Linked DNA regions of Mus musculus: region 1 is linked to region 2. Evidence: chromatin contacts called from public HiChIP or PLAC-seq data. All regions are on one chromosome and are shown on one strand. The core of a region is the stretch at or near the end of the contact, and the rest is flanking DNA. Distances in the headings are between cores, read along the strand shown. Region 1 holds the start of Psmd10 (proteasome (prosome, macropain) 26S subunit, non-ATPase, 10). Region 2 holds the start of Morc4 (microrchidia 4).

Region 1 (2,700 bases), core at 186-2,685, 1.1 Mb before region 2:
GTTTTCTAAAGATTAAAAAGAACATTTGGAATAAATTTTAATGATAGAAAATAGCAACTTTAAACATCAGCTAAGCAAACAGTACTTCCCTCAAAGAATTCCGTTCTCTTAGTATTTCTGTGTTAAAAATAAATTTCACTGGGGTCTGGAAAGATGGCTCAGGGTTTAAGAGCACTGGTTGCTCTTCCAGAAGACCTGAGTTCAATTCTCAGTACACACATGGCAACTCACACTGTCTAACTCAGATCTCAGAGGATCCAACATTCACACGGTGTACAGACACACATGCAGGCAGAAAACACACTCACACAAAATTTTAAAAAGCTAAAAGCATTATATAAACACATACTCCACTATTATTATATCCCGAATTTCATCAATTAACATTTGTCATAACTTGTGTTCTCGAGTTGGTTTTATCATCTGTCCTGCAAAGCTTAAAATAACTATGATCTGGCGTTATATAAAAAGTTTGCTAAGCCCTGTTCTATACCATAACAAAGGAGACAAACTTCATCAGTCACTTTAAAAAATATATCTTTAACATTTTTCTAATGTCTTTTTTGATATTTTCTATAAAAGATAAGCCTTGCATCTCTTCTGCTGCAGCACTATTTGGAAATTCACCTTTAAAAAAAAATCCACATTGTTAGCTTAGCAATCTAGCAAAGTCTCGATGGTAATTGCCATTACCATGTTATTAAAGTGACAACATCATATACCCTGATATCCCTAAGGTGACCGCTGTTACTCACTGAGGTCTCTTAGGTATCTAGTGGCTCCTATGGCATCACACCCTGTCTTTAGCATCATTCTGGCACATCACCTCTGTATGGTGTAATGTATAACCTGTGTTGTAGCAGAGCCTTACTCTGATGCCACTCCGGAGAAATGCCAGAGTAACTAGCCTGTGCTTCTTTCCACTCCTTAAACAGTGGTAGGGAGGGGGAGGGTAGCTACAGTCAATGGTTCAAGCTCAGAGGTAGTACTCTGCTCCAACTCTGTCCCTTCCGCCTGCCACTGCAAGTGAGGGCCCCGAGGGACAAGATCTGTAGGATCCCAGAACTCTCTTGCGCTGCTACAGTTTTCATTTCATGTGGCCAACTTACTGGCCCACCAAAGACCACCCACCCTAGCTTTTTCACACAGTACTACCAGAAGCCGCTCCCATTACCTGACTCCATTCTCCAGCTGTCATCCTGGGCCAATTCCACCGGCAACTTGACTACGGCTTTCTCTAAGGATTCTGGGACTTGTAGTTCCACTTTGCTAGGACCCGGAACTGAGTGACTTCCAAAGACGCCTCCAGGCCTGGATCTGCTTTCAAACTGCAACTCCCAGAAGCTCCAGGCTATGGGCGGGGCTACAAGGAAAACAAAGATCAGTGATTGGAGAATTTCTAGTACTTTGATTGGTCGCCGGAACAGGAAATGCGAGTGGGCGGGGCTTGAGTTTCACGGAGGTCTTGGGAAGGCGAAATGGAGGGGTGTGTGTCTAACATAATGATCTGTAACCTGGCCTACAGTGGGAAGCTGGATGAGTTGAAGGAGCGCATTTTGGCTGATAAATCTCTGGCTACTAGAACTGATCAGGTAAACCAGCCCGAGGGCTTGTCGCCTAGCAGCGGGTGTCAACGAAGCCCTACATGGCTTCCGGGTCCTAACTTGGTGTGAGGCCACTTCTGCGCTCCTCCCGCCCACTCCTCCCTCTAGTAGCCTTGGGTTAAAACACGACTCCTGGTCCAACTGTAACCCCTCAGAGACTTTGGGACAGGGTGGGGAGGGGAAGCTAAGCTTGCTGAATTTCATATATTTCTAGAACACCCACCGCTTTTCTCAGAAATTTCCAGAGTTAAGAGACAGCGCGATGGAGATCTGTGAAAAAAGCTTGTTAGGTGGATTTTTCTTTAGTTGTAATCCCAGTCAGTGGCCCACGAGTAACCAAATGCCCTTTGTGTGTATGTCAGGAAGTTTGAGAGGAGCTGGGAATTTCAGTCAAGTCGGAAAAAAACAGGCATAAATGAAATAACGGTACATGTCTTATTACATATTTTAAATCCCCCAGAAAGAAGTTTACATCATTTCAGAACATAGAAGGAGAAGACATGATAGGAATAGTTGGGAAGGGCTTTGTATAGAAGGGGAGGTGATTTACACTGTGAAGAAAGAATGGGGTTCCATGTGGGGCGAGTGAACTGTGGCAAACAAAAGAGAATGGACATTGGGAAGTATTTCTGTTCAGATCAACTAAGTCTCAGGTTTTTATTGTGACTTTCCAAATCATAGGTTGCCTTCTGTGTTGAGAGGCAAGTGTTAAACATTAGTAAGACAGTACATCATACTTCAGAACTTCCATGTTGTCTCTTTTAGAAGAGAAATCGGAGAGACTGCTTTTTTTTGTCCTGGAATTTTCCTTTATTACTCAACAGTAGAATTCCCCTATGTTCACCGCGTTTGCTTTTGTGATGGTCTGGTGATGTGGTTTAAATTTAATAACGTGTATTAAGACTTAATCCACTAAAAATAAGGAGTCAGTGACATAAAAGAGACTGCTAATCAGGATTAAGAAGTTAAATACAACAACCAAATGCAATTAATTTATAGACTTTATTTGCATCCAGATGTAAACCACCTGGAAATGGGCTTATAGGAGACTATTGGTTTTAAGTGGGATAATTTTTTTTACTTTATGTAAATTTTT
Region 2 (2,796 bases), core at 42-2,541:
AAGTTCAATCCCCAGACCTCGTGTTCTTAAAAAAAAAAAAAAAAAGGAAAAAGCCAGGGTTAGTGTCCTTTTGTAATCCTTACCACCACCACCACCACCGAGAGAGACGGAAATAAGCAGATTGCTGGCTGGCTAATCACCCCATGCTTACTTAGTGATTTCTAGGCTGTTGAAAGACCCTGTCTCAACAAACAAGATGATGACCTTTGGCTTCCATGTACAAATGGACACGTGAAAACCTCGCCACCCATAAGAACACATATACACCTGCGTGCGCGCGCGCACACACACACAGAAAAAGGAGTCTGGAGAAGTGGCCCAGTTGGTAAAACATTTGCCATACAAGTCTGAGAACCCCAGTTCAGATCCCCAGCACCCACATAAAAATGACTGCAACCCCAGTGCTCACAGGGTTGGGAGTAGTGATAATGGTGGTAGGGGTGCTTGCGTAGTGTGCCCTTCCAGGACCTGGGTTTGCTGTCAACACTACATGATGACTCCACAGCACAGGTAAATGTAGACTCACAGCAGGCATGCCCTTTAAAAGTGGAATATAGGGGCAGGGAAATGGCTCAGGGATGAAGGTGCTTGTCACAAGACCTGAGAACCCCAAACTTACAGAAGGTGGAAGGTGAGAACTTAACTCCCTCAAATTGTGTGCTGATCGCCACACGTGCACACAGACACACAATCACACAAAATAAGCAAGCGCAATAATTTTAAAGACTGTTGAAAAAGCATGGCTGTGTGAGTTTGGAACCGCAGTCCCAGAGACACCAGGCCTTCAAATGTCAGTGGTGTGCAAACGATGCGCCCCCAAGAGCACAAACACACAAAGCTGCATATTACTTTATGCGCATCCTATAACATAACCAACCCCCTATTTGCAGCGAGTAAATTCAGTTTCTCCTACTATAAAGTCTCCCTGCCGGTTTGAAGGATCGGTAGGCCGTTTGCCAATTGCATTCTAGAAAGTTCCTGGTGCTTCCATAAGCTTTCGAAGTAGCTAGTGGGAATAATTCCCCTTAGCTCCAGCCTATCTTCCCAGATAGCAAAACTGCAGTCCTTCGAAATTCAAAGACTTGTCTTATCCTGCCTGTTAGTCATGAAGCCTAAGTGGGACTCCAGAAATCCCATGCACGCTCTCCCTCCTCTTGCCACATTCCCGCCCCTCCCCACGCACCGCCATCCCCCCTCCCCTCGCGCTTTCCCGCTCGGCCGCCTGGCCTATGGCAAACGCCAAGAATTAATTAGGGGCGGGGATGGAGGAGCGTCTGTCAGGAGATCGCCATATTTCTGTACGGCCCAGGGGCAGCCCTGGCAGTCGGTGGGTCAGGAGAGGTGCTGACAAGGCGGGGCGGGCAGACGCTGGGTTCCTCCGGCTTCACCCCTCCCGCTGGGGACAGGTGGCTGCAGCGCGCCCCGCCTCTGCCAGCTGCGAGTGGGAACGAGAGAGGGCCAGTCCGGGACGGCCACCGCCAGCTGCGAGTCGGGGGACAGCGCGATCTAGTGCGGGGACAGCCGGCCCAGGGGTCCGGCAGCAGCAAACCGGTATCCTGGCGGCCAAAAAAATGCTCCTGTACCGAGGGGCCCCTGCGGGCCCCGGAACGCCGGGAGGCGGACTGGCCCGGGCGGGCAGCGTCCCGCAGGCCTTCAGGATCCGCCTGAGCACGGTAGGTCCGGGGGCCCCCGAGGGGACGGACTCGCGCGAGCGCGCCCGGGTCCCAGGGCTGCGGGGGGCGCGCGGGGAGGGCTGGGCGAGCTGAGGCCTCACGCGGGACGGAACCTTCTCTCGCCCCCAGATGAGCCCCCGCTACCTCCAGAGCAACTCCAGCAGCCACACGCGACCCTTCAGTGCCATCGCGGAGCTGCTAGGTGAGTGACGAGGGCGGGCCGGGTGGCGGGTCGCAAGCCCGAGGCAGAGGTGCCAGCGTGGTGCGGTGGACGCAAGAGGAATGCACGAGGCGCGTGGGGCGGGTCCTCTCGGGACGGGCTGGGGGAGCTCGGCCACCGTGATCTCTTAGGGAGGGGGACAGGGAGGGTAGGGTGGGGTGGGATGGGGTAGGGTGAGGTGGGGTGGGGTGGGGTAGGGGGGCGACGGGACTAGATCGTGCCTGGAAAGCCGAGGAAGCGAGGTGTGTACTAAGAGTTTGGTAGGGTTCCCGCGCTGTTGTTCTGTCTGGATCGTGATGTTCCAGTCACTTTAGGATTCTTAGTTAATAATCAAAGAGCAATGCATAAAAATATCGGGCCCCGAAGCGACTGGATTTGACCAAGGCTGGCGACCGACAGAGGGCCCCAGGCTGGCAAAGGAACAGTGCAGAGGGCCCTGTAGAGTAGTTGGAAAGATCTGGAAATGACTTCTTTAACTTTAGAGACTTAAGTCTAGGAATGATGGGCCATCTCTTAGATGATGACACGAGTGCATTTGGCTCCCGGAGACTGCAGAGGGCTGGGTCCGTAGTCCACGAGCGCCCTCACACCGCTGGAATGAATACGGAGGCCTTAAGGACTTAACCTCTGGGTGCACCGGTGCTCGCTCAAAAAAAAAAAAAAAAGGAAAAAAATTCACTTGATTCCTTAGAGCTGAGTGCATCGCTTCTGCACTAATGTACTGTTCAAAAGGCAAAGATGAAAAGCAGTTCTGCGCAAAATGCAGCAGAGCAAGCACATTATAAATATTTCAAAAACTGAAAGAAGGAAGACAGATTTATATGGCTAGTTAGCACAGAACAAGACTCTTGAAAATGGTTTCAGAGCCACATGAATGAACCCCAGTGGGGACGTAAGCCACCA

The links. HiChIP or PLAC-seq counts read pairs in DNA pulled down with a chosen protein or histone mark.
Region 1: an H3K27ac HiChIP or PLAC-seq map of cardiomyocytes shows a contact between it and region 2, with 11 times the contacts expected there. The contact joins the promoter of Psmd10 here to the promoter of Morc4 in region 2. A contact is called at or near these places in 1 of 39 promoter capture datasets (hippocampal neurons) and 1 of 115 datasets of contacts at active chromatin or transcription factors (cardiomyocytes).

Annotation. Positions count from the first base shown.
Region 1 is chrX:140,955,446-140,958,145 of GRCm38.p6, reverse strand. It overlaps Psmd10 (proteasome (prosome, macropain) 26S subunit, non-ATPase, 10), which reads left to right and starts at 1,435. Exons shown (of 5, transcript NM_016883.4): 1 at 1,435-1,592. The coding sequence starts at 1,479. Atg4a (autophagy related 4A, cysteine peptidase) reads right to left here and starts at 1,239. Exons shown (of 13, transcript NM_174875.5): 1 at 1,175-1,239. The coding sequence starts at 1,184.
Region 2 is chrX:139,870,149-139,872,944 of GRCm38.p6, reverse strand. It overlaps Morc4 (microrchidia 4), which reads left to right and starts at 1,291. Exons shown (of 17, transcript NM_001193309.1): 1 at 1,291-1,673; 2 at 1,803-1,875. The coding sequence starts at 1,572.